Regions from separate parts of the Gossypium hirsutum genome. Here region 2 is linked to region 1. Evidence: chromatin contacts called from public Hi-C data. All regions are on one chromosome and are shown on one strand. Each heading gives the region's core, a stretch centred on a gene start, on an enhancer-like site or on the middle of the called end of the contact. The rest is flanking DNA. Distances are from core to core; before and after follow the strand shown. Region 1 holds the start of LOC107900264 (metal transporter Nramp3). Region 2 has its middle 28 kb from the start of LOC107900296.

What was found. Hi-C and Micro-C count contacts between places; a contact is called where the count stands out from the background.
Region 2: a Hi-C map of leaf shows a contact between it and region 1, with 2.9 times the contacts expected there. The contact joins the enhancer-like site here to the promoter of LOC107900264 in region 1. A contact is called at or near these places in 5 of 34 Hi-C or Micro-C datasets (hypocotyl, leaf and petal).

What each region holds. Positions count from the first base shown.
Region 1 is chrA11:65,200,926-65,207,886 of Gossypium_hirsutum_v2.1, reverse strand. LOC107900264 (metal transporter Nramp3) reads left to right here and starts at 4,018. Exons shown (of 4, transcript XM_016825940.2): 1 at 4,018-4,662; 2 at 4,940-5,076; 3 at 5,175-5,827; 4 at 6,229-6,775. The coding sequence starts at 4,133. The coding sequence ends at 6,447. LOC107905818 (a long non-coding RNA gene) reads right to left here and starts at 3,150. Exons shown (of 2, transcript XR_001686610.1): 1 at 2,987-3,150; 2 at 1,129-1,405. LOC107900275 (a long non-coding RNA gene) reads left to right here. Exons shown (of 2, transcript XR_001684862.2): 2 at 1-355.
Region 2 is chrA11:65,273,825-65,281,207 of Gossypium_hirsutum_v2.1, reverse strand. No RefSeq gene overlaps it. Among protein-coding and RNA genes, the nearest start is that of LOC107900296, 28 kb to the right of the region's middle. Within about 2 kb of position 4,702, at least 2 of the 9 cell types and tissues checked have an H3K27ac peak or open chromatin away from gene starts, as enhancers often do. A contact at or near this core is called in leaf, where this site is marked.

The DNA.
Region 1 (6,961 bases), core at 2,769-5,268:
CTTTTGTGTTTGTTAGCAAGTGTGTGATCGAGCACGTATCTGACGTGGTGTGGTGGAGCAGCACACGTCGCGGGATAGTGGTGCCTGGTGTGCGAGAGGGCACGCTGTTTGCTGAAACTGCACAAAGAGGTTGTTAGGGTTTCCCTTGTTGAAATGTTTTAGGTTTGTGGGCCAATTGGGCCGCGTTGTAAATGGGTATTTAGGGTTTGGGTTGAGGTTTTACGGTTTTGTTTTTATTAGGTTTTTGGTTTATGGGCTCTGGGCTAAATTGGGCCCTACAATATTATTTTTCGAATTGTTTGATATTTTGATTATTTATATTTAAAATGAATTCAAAATTGTTATATTCAAATAATCATAAATTTGGTGTGATATATTATATAATAAATAAAATTATAAAACAAATTTAATTTAAATATAATAGCATATTGCAACAAATTGCGATTAGAAATCAAATTTATTAGCTCATCTTTTAAAACCACAATCCCTTGATAAATAAGGGTATGTTTCGTTCACTGTAATGGAATAGAACTGTAATCAATAATTCAATTGTTTGGTTGAATGGAATGGAATAGAGCTGTAATAGAATTCTTGTGTTTGATTGAATGGAATAAATGTTGTAATAGTATAAGGAAAAAGGCTTAAATGACCAAAGTACCCTTAACAAAATTTTTGTAGGTAGATGATTATTGTTATTAAATTTTAATAAGATTATTGTTAAATATATTTTAATAAAAATAAAATAAATAATTTAATCATATTTTAACATAATTTTAAATACAATTTAATAAAATAATATATAATTTAATAACATTCTTAATATAATTATTAATAATATTTAATAATAATTTTAATATAAAATTACTATTAAGAATATTTCAATGCCTAATATATTTTCTTTAATCTAATCTCTCACCTGTTCTTTTAGGTCACAATCGCCAATATAAAAATAAGTTTAACATACTATATGATAATCCTCTAATAACATTTTTTTAAATAGTCAATTTTAATAGAAAACATATTTTTATATTTTATTTTATCCTTTATAATATCATGATAACAAGAAGTTTGTGGTGCCAGTTGACCAAAAACTTCTGTTAGGCTTAACAAAAGAACAGATACATGAAGTGATGCCAAATAATAGCAACTTTCAGCCATAATAAAACTGTGTACTTCAAAATGGCAGTGCAGAAGCTGTCCCAAATGATACAAATGCTCAAGCTATTACATTTCCCAGTTCAATATGATCCCATCACGAAACCTAAAATTCGATTTTAAGAACTTATCAGCTGATTTTTTAAACTAAACGCTCCCATCTTTCACAACCTCTTGCAAGTTTCTGATTTTCCGGGTTCAACTTCATGAATTATTATGAATAGATAAGGAAATCACATTCTAGGAATAACTGCAAACAGTATAGCAAAATGAGCATCTCTTGTATTCTTTAACAAGAGTGAAAAATCTATGGCAAGCTTCTAAAGTACCTGAAACAAATACTTAGAAAACAAAACAAAAGAATGCAAAATAAAGAAAAAGTACAACTCTTACGACCTGACAAAAAGCTGTTTTCTCTCTTGGACAGGTAGCCGATTCGATACACTGATCTTGTTTACGTAATTTTATATGTTTCAACAAAAGGAATTGATCCAATTCTGCATTTCCTATTCTATCCTATTCAACATTTGCATCAATGCAACACGCGATAGAAGCTTGCAGTATTAAAGGATTCTATTTGAACTCCCATTCTTCTCTATTATGATCAATGTGCTTCTATTTCACACTATTTAATGAACTGCTCTAACCTCAAATCCATGCCAAATTGTTTAAATCACAAACCAAAACCAACTAAAACAGAACGCCTAATACATGCCCTGTTTAATCGACCGCGTGTAGAGAGTCAAAACTGCAAAATAACAACCACGGAATAATGTTGCCAGTCCCCTAACAACCGAAGGTATTGTCCTCGGAAGAGGGTTTTGTCTCTCATGCTCTGTCGAGAGCCAGAGTGCCATGAGCAGCTGCCCTGAGAACCTGGTTCACAGAGCTGGGAACACTTCACCTATACGTGGACATACAGTCGCCCACTAAGAGGTAACTTGAGCGGCTCGCCCTTGGTGGAGTTTGAACCCAACTTATGGTATATAGGTCACTTATAGGGGTATATGGTACTACTTGAGCTAGCTACCACTATTTAAATCCCTATCACGTAATATTAAGCCATAAATAAGAACATCTGACCTTGAAAGAGTAATGCAATCATCAACCAGAAATCAACATTACAACAATGCAAATAGCATTGAGTAGAATAAGAGGAAGTCTCATGTATTGGGTAGCATAAATAATAACTGTACGATTGATGCAGAACCAAGAGGATTTACATCAAAATTCTAAAAAATTTCACTAATGCTTCGACCAAACTCTTCTAAAATAAGTTGAACAACATCAAATGTCTTAACATATATAGAAAAAAACATGAGACAAAGAAACACATTTCTATTAAATTATGACACCCTCCCCTTATAGAGTTCTTTAATGAAGTAATTCAATAACTCATGCCATACAAAATAACCAGTTCGATCATCTGGATTTAACCTGTTCTATCATCTAAATAAGGATAAATGTGGTGTCACACTCTGTATAAATATGGCTTAGATTCAGTTCATTAATAATGATGGAATCATAATTGCAGAATTAGTGGATTCAGATGAAGATTGACAATGCATGCAACTGCAAATAAAATGCCAAATGCAGAATGCCTTCAGCAGAGGAAGTCTAGGTTGCTTCTACCATAATTAGTATATTATCTTATAGTATGTTGTATTTAAAAAAGGAAGATAAACCATAACAGTGCATAGATCCATGTTATACTGAATCTAAGCATAAAAGTCAATTTTCTAGGTACTAAAAATCCAGTAACTTGTCCATTCTGCTAAGTTCTTCATCTCTGCTGAATTCAACAAATATAATATGGCTTCATACAATTTACCTGGATATAATTAGCTCCAAATAAAGCACCATTTCCCATTTGAAACTGAGACCTGTAGTCTTTACCCTGTATAAGGAAAACAAAGATGTCGCAAGACAAAAACCAAGCTTGTATCCATGGCAGCAAACACCAATAATACAAACATACCAGTTCTATTATTTGGATTTAACTATAAAAATTAATTTATTAATCTCTTAAAAAAAATATAAAAATAACATAAAATCACAATTTTATATCATTTCTTCTCTAACTGTTTTCACTTTTATGGTTTGTAGATGATTGTAAAAAAAAAATTGTAACTTTTAAGCGTAACATATGACTAGAGGTGTGCATGGGCCGGGCCGGGTCGGGTTCGGGCCGGACCCATAAAAAATTTTCGGCCCATTTTCAAGGTCCGGACCCGGCTCGGGAAAAAATGATAGGCCCGAGCCCGGTACGGCCCGGCCCGGCCATATTAAATTTTTTTATTTTTTTATTAAATAAAAAAACTTTAAAATATAATAAATCAAATACATTTAAAACATAAAAACAAATATTAAAACAAAAAACAAATAAAAAATAAGACTAAAATAATTCTTAAAATAATACATAAATTAAAAATAAAATAAAAATTAATTATATTAAAATTGAAAAATTGAAACAAATTAAAATTAAATTAAGAACTAAATTATATTAATAACAAAAGTTTTACAATATTAAAATAACATTAAAAACAACAAAAAAGAGTAAAGTAAAATACTAAAGTTACTTAAAATTAAAAATAATTTTTTTAAAAATAATTTAATATTAAAATCAGGCTAGGCCGGGCCGAGCCCGGGCCAAAAAAATCTTACCTGAGGCCTGGCCCATTTTCTAAATAGGCCTCATTTTTTTGTCTAAGCCCATTTTTCGGGCCTATATTTTTTCCCAAACTCTCTCATTTTTCAAGTGGGCCTCCGGGCCAGGCCGGGCCTGACAAGAATAAGAATAGAAAATGAAAAGCCAAAAAGTGAAAATTCAATAATAATAATAATAAAAACACCAGCGAACAAGGGAGTGGAGAGTGGACTGGTAGTTTTTCCTTTCTTAAGCCAAGCTTCCTTGCAGTTGCAGAAACCAAAAACTAAAAGCAAAAGCAAAAGTAAAAGCAAAACCAATCATCTGTGGATGCTGCCGCACTCGAACATGTCACGGGAAGACAACCAGGTTCCATTACTATCCGACCAGGATGTTGCGTACGAGTCCGGCGAAAAAGTTCACATCCTCGGAATCAATGAACCGGACGAGGAAGGGTCATCGGTTGTCCCACCTTTTTCCTGGAAAAAGCTATGGCTTTTCACTGGACCTGGTTTTTTAATGTCAATCGCGTTTCTGGATCCTGGGAATTTAGAAGGGGACCTTCAAGCCGGAGCAATAGCCGGTTACTCCTTGCTGTGGCTGTTGATGTGGGCCACGGCTATGGGGTTGCTGGTTCAACTTTTGTCGGCTCGGCTTGGTGTGACGACGGGGAGACACTTGGCTGAGCTGTGTAGAGAAGAGTATCCGACTTGGGTTAGCATGGTTCTGTGGGTAATGGCAGAGCTGGCTTTGATTGGAGCTGATATACAAGAAGTTATTGGAAGTGCCATTGCTATTAAGATTTTGAGTAACGGTATTTTGCCTTTGTGGGCTGGCGTTGTTGTTACAGCTTCTGATTGGTCAGTTTTTTTGTTTTTTATGGGACTTTATGCTCATTGAAGTTTTTGTTTTTTTAAATCTGAATTTTCAAGGTTTGGTTTATTCCTTTAAAACTATGGTAGGTTGAATCAGTGTTTGTCTCTTAAAATATTATAGAAGCTAATACTAATCAACCATTAGTAAATTTAAGAGGAGGCTTGTTTGATGTTATAGTTGAGTCAAATCCTTTTAAAATCCCATGCCTAAGAGTGCGAAACAGCAGTATGCTAACCTGGTTCTTTCTTTTCCCTGTTGCAGTTTTATCTTGTTGTTTCTTGAAAATTATGGGGTTAGGAAGCTGGAAGCATTTTTTGCAGTCCTTATTGCAACTATGGCAGTCTCATTTGCTTGGATGTTTGGTGAAACAAAACCCACTGGCACTGAACTTCTTCTTGGTGAGGAGCTACGCTCCATTGGCAGTAGCGGTTGCTTTTTTGGTTACCTTTCTTTTCCTTCTCTCTATTTGTTAATAAAATTTATACCGTATTCTCAGGTGTTTTGATTCCGAAACTCAGCTCCAAAACCATCAAGCAGGCTGTGGGAGTCGTTGGCTGCATTATTATGCCTCACAACGTATTCTTGCACTCTGCTCTTGTGCAATCAAGAGAAATTGATTACAGCAAGAAGGGTCGGGTGCAAGAAGCTCTCAATTATTACTCAATAGAGTCCACTGTTGCACTTATAATTTCCTTTATAATCAATCTTTTCGTTATGAGTGTATTTGCCAAGGCATTCTATGGTACAGAAATAGCCAGTAGTATCGGCCTCGTGAATGCAGGGCAATATCTTCAAGAAAAATACGGAGGTGGATTATTCCCAATTTTATATATATGGAGTATTGGGTTGTTAGCAGCAGGACAAAGTAGCACTATCACCGGCACTTATGCTGGCCAGTTTATCATGGGAGGTTTCCTGAACCTGAGAATGAAAAAATGGCTAAGAGCATTAATCACAAGGAGTTGTGCAATTATTCCTACAATTGTAGTTGCTCTTGTTTTCGATACTTCTGACGCAGCACTAGATGTCTTAAATGAATGGCTTAATGTGCTTCAGTCAATTCAAATCCCTTTTGCTCTTATCCCACTACTTTGTCTGGTATCCAAGGAGCAAATCATGGGTACCTTCAAAATTGGCCCTGCACTCAAGGTATGCTGCTAATTTCACAGTATGCATCCGTATGCTTGCTGCCAATAGTAATTTTGTCTGTGTCATTGCATCGACTGTGGCGTGAGTTAATATTATTCTATTGGTAAAGTTTGATCAGTGGCTGTTTGTCGCAATGACCTAGAGATCATGATCGGCTCTTACTTAAGAACAACTCATTATCTCGATGATCTGGAGTTCTAGATTCAGTACAATTCCACTCTTGTAAATTGTTATATTGGGCTACTTGATGTTATACCTGGTGCCTGTACTGTTTCATTATGAAAACTATTGACTTGTGTTAGTTTATCAGTTCGACTCGCTTGTTGATAAAAATTTTCATCCCTGCACCAGTCACGAGAGTGCTATTTTATGCGGTTACACTTTCCCTCTCTCTTGTGCAGATAGTTGCATGGCTTGTGGCAGCGCTGGTGATAGTGATCAATGGGTACCTTTTACTTGACTTCTTCTCCTCCGAAGTCACTGGCGTAATCTTTACCACCGTTGTCTGTGCATTTACAGGAGCTTATCTTGCATTTATTGTTTACCTTGTTTATTGGGGATTTACTTTATCTGCTCGGCGCCAGATGTTACCTGCTAAACTGGCACAAGGCATGGAGTGATAGGTCTTAAGAGAAACTTGTCAAGCTAAGATATCAGAAACCATAGGGACACCATCAAACTGTCTTTCCACTGATGATTTTGTTTAGTTGAAGGCTTGAAGCATGTCTTTTTCGTGTATGCATCCGTATATGGGCTTTATGTACAGAGTTCATTTTAGTAGCTTACTTCTCGACATACTGTATCAAACAACACGGTCGTAGGTTTGGATAGTATCCTGCCGTATACAGGGATTGAAGATAGAGGCTGTAACAATGACATTCTTTTGAAACAGTTGAATGAGCTAAACTATGTATTATATACAAATGTATTAGAAAAATTTACGAGGAAGCTGCTATCGACTGTTTGCTAGTATATTGCATGGTTTACGAGGATGGTTGATGTCTTCCATTGAAACTTTCTTTGCCTTTATATTGTTAAATTGTTTTCTTGTTTCTTTATGAATTTATTTGTGTAATTAAGAACGTTCAGCTGAAGCTTGTAGCAATGCCATTGAACTACTAGTGACGTTTCTCA
Region 2 (7,383 bases), core at 3,453-5,952, 73 kb before region 1:
ATTGCTTAATTTGATTGCCAAGTGTTTTGTAAAATTGAAATTACTATGACTAAGTCAACATTTCATGGAAATTGTTAGCTCTTTAAACTTGCTTAATAAAAGTACTCGAGTCTCATATAAGTAATTTTATCTTTTGTAAAAAATGAAATAAGTAAAATATATATACACATACTCGACTAACGACTTAGTTATGAATGAAGATTACAAAAACGTGACCAAATTGAGTAACTAGGATGAGATACTTGAGTTGTCATCTCATTTCGTGTCTTAAGATTCGAAGATGAATCAAAACTTGCAACACTCCATTAACCGAGCTACCATGAGTAAGAAAAAAACAATTTGCTTGAGAGACGTGTCAAATTGAGTAACCGAGGAGAGGTGTTTTTTTTGTCATCTTATTTTGCGTAAAAAGATTTGACCACATCCCAAACTTGCCGAAAAATTGATTGAGAACGATCGCCTTGCAAGTTTGGTTACGCTTTAATTTAGTGAGATAATTGATTTTTGCATAATGTTAGAATTTTATAAAACGCTTGTTGGTTAAACCTAGCAACTACTTATACATGCTTCACTTAAATTGTTTGCATTATGATTGGTTGTGGAAGGAGACTTGATTTCGGAATTTGTTTTGAATAATCTCTAGCATGGGAATACACAAACATGCTTGAGGACAAACATTGTCTAAGTAGGGGGATTTGATAACAAGCTAATTTTATGTGTTTAATGCACTTATTTTTGGTCAAATCTTGAATAGTATGCTACTAAGATTGTGATTTCTTGTTTAAAATTTATCAAGATGCAATTGGAATGCCAAAGTTCAAAAAATCAAGCAAATTGGGTTAAATTGGAACAAAAAGCAAGGAAATGAGCCAAATAAAAAAGTTGCAGAATTTGGTGGCCAATGAAAAAAAATCATATTTTGATGTTGTCAAATCCTATAAATAGAAAAATATATGATTTTTTGTTGGTTGTTAAACCTAATTTTAGGAGGTAATCATGCTAAAATTAGCTTTTGAGAGGTGTATAAAAGCATTGTAATTTTAGCTTGGAAATACAGACTTGATACTTCAATTCAAAGCAATTTTTTTCTTTCCTCACGTTTGTAGCTTGTTAAAGCATTTTTCCAATTCCTTTCTTTTATCTTATTTTTGTACAATTGCTTTTCAAGTCCCCTCTCTTTTCCACCCATTAACATTACATTAAAATCAATTCTCATAATCCTACAATACATTAAAATCAATTCTCATAATCCTAAAAAGCACGATTAATATCATGCTCAACTAATCCCCATTTAGCTTTAGTCCAGTCATCGTTCTGATCGAGAATTGTGATAAATGAATCCGCACTAAAATCTTGCAATACTGTATTCATTATCTCTCTGGGATATGAGAGACTCACATTTTTCCCTCAAAGTTAATCCAATTTCAACTCAAAATGCATGTTGGGAGGAAGTTGTTTTGGCGTACAGTTGGGAAAGCGAGTCGGTCGTCTACTGTATCCGAGTTTCCACAAATAAATTGGCATGTTCAGTTGGAAAAAGCTAGTTGGATTCCGTCAAGGGAGATAGTGATTGAATTTAAATGACCCACGCAGTTGAGACCATTTATTTGAGTTGGGTTGCTCTAGATCACAAGGCTGTTGAGATATTAAATTGAGGACGCGTGTTACGTGGTTAGATAACAGGTAAGAATTGGTTCGTAGATCATACCAGAACCATCTACAAAAGAAAGAGTTAACGGTTGAGGCGTCCGTGATATAACCAACTTATTGTTTGGAAGGAAAAATCCACTTTCAAGGATCGATTCGAGTTGGAAGTGTATCGAGGCTAAAACTAAACATTCACATATTTGATTTACTAATTTAATTTAAATTTCTTAATTTTATTTTACAATTATCATTCCATTATTAATACATTCTATTCATTTTTATTTTTATTTTTCTTTACTGACTAAAATCCCTTTTTATTTATTTTTTCAATACAAGTCGCAGGAACGACAGCTGCCTAGACTCAGAAAATTGGTCATGTAAATGTGAAAATTAAGAGTCTCAGTCCCTATGAGATCAACCCTACCCCTTATACTACTATTTAATTCAGTTAGAGGGTAAGAATTTTATATTTGATGGTTTCGACACTCATCAATTATTGATTAAATCTATGCTGAAATTTTTGGTAAATATTTAGATTGAATTTGAAATGATAGAGATTTTGGTGAAATTCTGTAAATTTTCTACTTTGTAAAGCTTATTACTACACTTTTTTCTAGTAATCTCCACTTGCTTTGCTTTAATGGCAGAAGAAGCAAATCTAGAAACAAATTTGATAGAAGATATTAAAAAAACACAAATAAGAAAAAGTAGAGAACCCAGAAAAAATAATATCAAAATTGCTTTTATCTTCATGATTATAATGAACTTACTTGGTTTTTCTTTTCTATCTTGAAGAGTGGTGAGACAAACAGACTCTTAAAAATAGAAAAGGCTTTAACTTCCCTCTTCTGATGTGGGTACTTATCGGAGGAGATGACGAGAGATCAAATTAATGCCGGAGAGAGGTATCGTGAAAATTTTGGAGGAATGTAGAATGACTTACCAAAAATTTGGGAGTAAGACGTTTTATGGAAATTGCACCTTATTTTGCATTGACCACCAACATTGAACTATAAATTTTATTCCAGAGAATAAGCACAAAATATATAACATAGAAAAGTCTTCTACTATAGCCAATTTTGTTTCAAGAAAATTGCATCTTAAAAGAAGGAAGGTGTACAGCAATTTACAAGATAAAAATTAAAAATAATTGTTGGGGTGTGTTAAATGAGGGTTAAGAAATAAATTTTGATCAAAAAGTATTTTTGGTAAAAATTAAAAGTTGATAAAAAAATACTTATGTGGTTGGTTAAATAAGTACTTTTAAAAAGCTTTTTTGATTCATAGTTAACTGTTTAGCATTGTTTATTATTTTAAAGTGTTTTTCATGATCTTATTTTATTTTTCTTTTATCAAATACTAGAATTAATTTTGTTAGTATGTTAAAGAGTAAAATTTTCTTTAAAATGAACTAAAGAATAAAATATTAATGTCAAAACTAACAATCCTTTCAGTTTTCAAAAGAGAAAAAGGAAATGGTTATTAGGCTCTGCCAAATTTCTTTATGGTGTGGGCTAAAATGCAAACTAAAATTTTGGGCTTTGCTCCAAACTCAAAAGTACATTTATCATGAATCTATCATCTTTCATTAACGTTATCAATAATAAAGTGGGCTCATAGTGGAACTCAATTGTTCAACTTGTACTTCCAAGAAGGAATTACGAAAATACTTTTACTTGTTGGAGGGATAAAAAGGAAAGCCTTCTAAATTACTGATCAAATAACATTCAGTGCAGGAAATCATACTAGCTGTCAATTTTAAACACATGATGTCAATCTTAACCTACTTACCTATATGAGTAGGTATCCGATAAGAATAAAATCCAAGGCAAGCCCTTTGGATTACTTAATTAGCAAAGAATCTGAAAACAGATTGCCAGTTTGACTGGCAAAACAAAACTAATCAACCTAGAAAGCATCTTTCCATGGCAAGCATGTGATGTTAATCAGAGGGCAAATTGTCTGTTATTATTACAAGTCTATAAACCTAAACCTACAACCGTCCTTCATAGATGATTTGACTTGGAATTCCGCTCAACGTTTATAATATGCGATGAATTTTCTGTGATTTAAATCAATGTCGTATAAGGAAGGAGCAGAGATTCTTCTTATCGTCAAAACTGTCTCAACTTGAAATCCAGTATAAGATACCAATATATATAATAGCTGTTATAGATATCAAGGCCAAGGACCAAAAAGAACAAGCTGGTCAACACAGCATTTCCATTATTACAGACTATCCAAGGCGGAAAAACCTAAGGATCTATAGGTTAAACATGAATAGCTTTTTTGGTTAAACTGATTTTGTGATAGGGGTGTGGCTGATTGTTGACTCACCCCAGGACAATTGGATGAGTAGAGAGAGAGATATTGTAATCTAGCATAAATTAACCCTAGCCCGGGAATGAAATGATATATTAAGTTTTAGATAATATTATATATCAAAACATTGTCTAGGAACAGATTTAAATCTTTATTGATTAATTCAATAAAATCAATCCAAGATCTTGCTTACAATTTGGTCTCCACTCTCCAACAAAACCTGAAAATGTTGACAAAAATGTCGATATCTGACATGCTACGACTGATCTGCTTAAATGTGTCCATGTATACCGATATTTTATCCATGTCCTAGCTTCTAATAATTGTCATTATATCGTATGAGACGGTCTAGGTAAATACTAATTTAATTCAGAAATGTTTTGAAGAGAACAAATAATTAGTCAGAAGGAATGAAAGCGAAACCATATGAATCATATCATTGAAAAGGAAAATAATAAACCCATGGTTGTTTCAATGAAATAATCTCACGGAAATTAACAGAAAGCAACATTAAATTTCTTTGTATTTGAAAAATAAAATCGATTTATATGAGCCTCTTCTACCTACATACGTTTTCTTTTGAAAAATAACAATGTTGTCTCCGAATATCTCTGTGTGTTTTCTTTGTTTCTTTCTTCCCTTTGCACTTTCCTGGCAAGTCATGATCATCACAGGTATTGGACCACACTGAGAAGATCAAACAAGGAAAGAGAAAGCATGCATGCATACATACATACATGACAATCAAAATATCATGTTGTCAAAACCTCGTTCGCAAACAATATATATGAATTGAAGGACGAGCCGATAACGTTTTCCTTTTGTTGTTTTTCAGAACTATTTTGAGAAGCAATTAATGGAAGAACGGTACAGCCAAAATGCCAAATATATATATACATATATATATATGAAAATGTTTGGCCTTTTTTTTCTAAGTTTTTATGTTTCACGTTCGAAATAATTCCATATGTAAAGATAAAACAAGATTTTATATATAAATCCAAATAAAATAATGTTATATTATTAGTCTTCGCATAGATAAGGACTCTGGCCCTTTAATAATGGAAATTCATGTTATAGTCTCGCTGAAAATTATAAAATATATGATAAAATTGTATTTGGACAAAAAAATGATAAAATCTTAATTAAGTCTTAAAAAAATTTTAAATTATAAACTAATATAATTAATGATGAAATCAAAAAATTTTAATAATTCAATTTTGATTATTTTTTTTCAAATATTCAAAAATAAAAATTACTTTCTAATGCTAAAATAAATGAGTGGACATAGAAGTCTACAACTTCAAATTTAGTTTCCCACAATAGGTAAATTTTTTGTTCTTTATTTTTCTGTGTACAATGTATTTGGTTCATCCTTTCTTTTTGACGAAACATGGGGGGCTATATGTTGGACGATATCATTCTTGTTTTGTATTGGACGAATATAAATTATGAAGTGAACGTCTCAAATGCGAAATAATTTACTAGATTTCATCTTCTCCCATTCTCACATCAAAGTAGTAAGGGTGAGTATTCGATCGGTTCGAGTCGAATCGAATAAAAGGATTTTGAGTTAGTCGATTGACGAATCCTATTTTAGCAACTAAACTCAATTTGAATTTTTTTCAAATTGAATTGAGTCAAAAATTTTTGAATCAAGTAGAATCGAATTAACGAATATTATTATTTATACTTAATGTTATGTTCACATAAACGATAATTTAACCAGTAGACGAAGTACAAAATTATTTAACTACATAAATAATATAATGGTTTTGATTTTACTTAATAGTTAAATATTTATAAAAAAGAAGCAGTTTTGCTTTTTTATTTAAGAACAGGTAAATATTTATCAAAATGGCGTAGTTTTATTTTTTCTTATTCGGATTTTTGGATAACTCGAATTGTGTAATTCATATTCGAGTTAAATCAAAAATTTTGATTTATTTAATTCTAATAACTCAAACTATTTAATTTAAAATTTAAATTTTTTATCTAATTTTTCGAATCATATAGAATTTTACTCACGAAAATCATTATCCTTCAACCAATTATTCCAACCTCAAAAAACTCGTAATACACATACGCCGGCGTTGCTTTTGCAAATTTGAGAATGCAGTGAACCTGATCATGCGAAATTTCGTCGCGAACAACCTGTCAGATAGCCCTTCGAATAAATTGCTAAAACCACGTGAGACCACCTTCGTCACCAAAAAGTCTTTCCAGCTCTGGTCGGTACTTCAATTCAGAGCCTCTAATCAATGTCATTCGGTGGCTAAAGGTTCCTATTGTTGGGCTAAAGTTGTTTTGAGAGATTACAACCCATTTCGTCAATATATAATTTATATTCTAGGTTTGATATTAGTTACTAATCTTGCAATGTTAATTTAACAATTAGAAGTCGAAAATTAAAAATTTTATCATAAGTGTATGCATATAAAAATTAAAAATGTTTTTAAAAATAACATATAATAAATGATAAAATATATGGTTTTAAAATTAATTAATTATAATAACATATAGATTTATACAATATTGAAATAAAGTTTTGATTTAGTGGTAAATTTTGAAGTTTTATTAATGTATTAAGAGTGGGTTCAAATCCAGTCACATATAAAATTTTTATTTATTTTTTAAAAAAATAAAAAGACTAAAATACATTTGAATAATGTAACTTATTTTAATTACGAAAAAATATTTTTATAATTTTTTTAACCAAATTAATCCGGTGAATTCGTGACACCAACTCAATTAAAAAATTCATAAGATTTTCCAGCTTTATATGATCGTTTATGTTCACAATATATGTAGCATGACCAATCTTGCTTGCTAACCCTAGTTTTAGTAACGTTTCAAATAATTTTAAAATAAATTAATCACTACAATGTTGATGGAAGGAGAATGGAGATAAAAGGATTTAAATTCTATTAAATAAAAGTTTTAATCATTAATCCAAATAAGTAATTGTAGTTTTCTTTATAAATGTATAAGAAAACTAATGGTCAGTAGCTATGAGTTTATATTTTATTTATTGTAAGTATAAGAATGTATTTATTATAGATAAATCCATAATACATCTTCTGGGTGACATTGTTTGTATAATATAGGTTTTGATAATCATTTCATGAAAATTGTAAGGTTGTCGAGACTTACAAAAACAGAATTTACTTAAAAATATTAATTAATAGAAGCAATAAATAGGGTGTATCCTCGTAGATTAGTAATAACTTTATTTATTCAAGCAAAAATAACACAAGTAAATTAGAAGAGTGGTGTTATGAAATTAAAAAAAAAAACTAAAATTAAACTAAAACCAAATTTAGATTGAAAACTAAGATTGAAAAAAGCAACAAAGCTTTAGAAAATCAATGGGACAAAGCTCTAGCCAAAGATAAATCTCAATTTGATTTATGA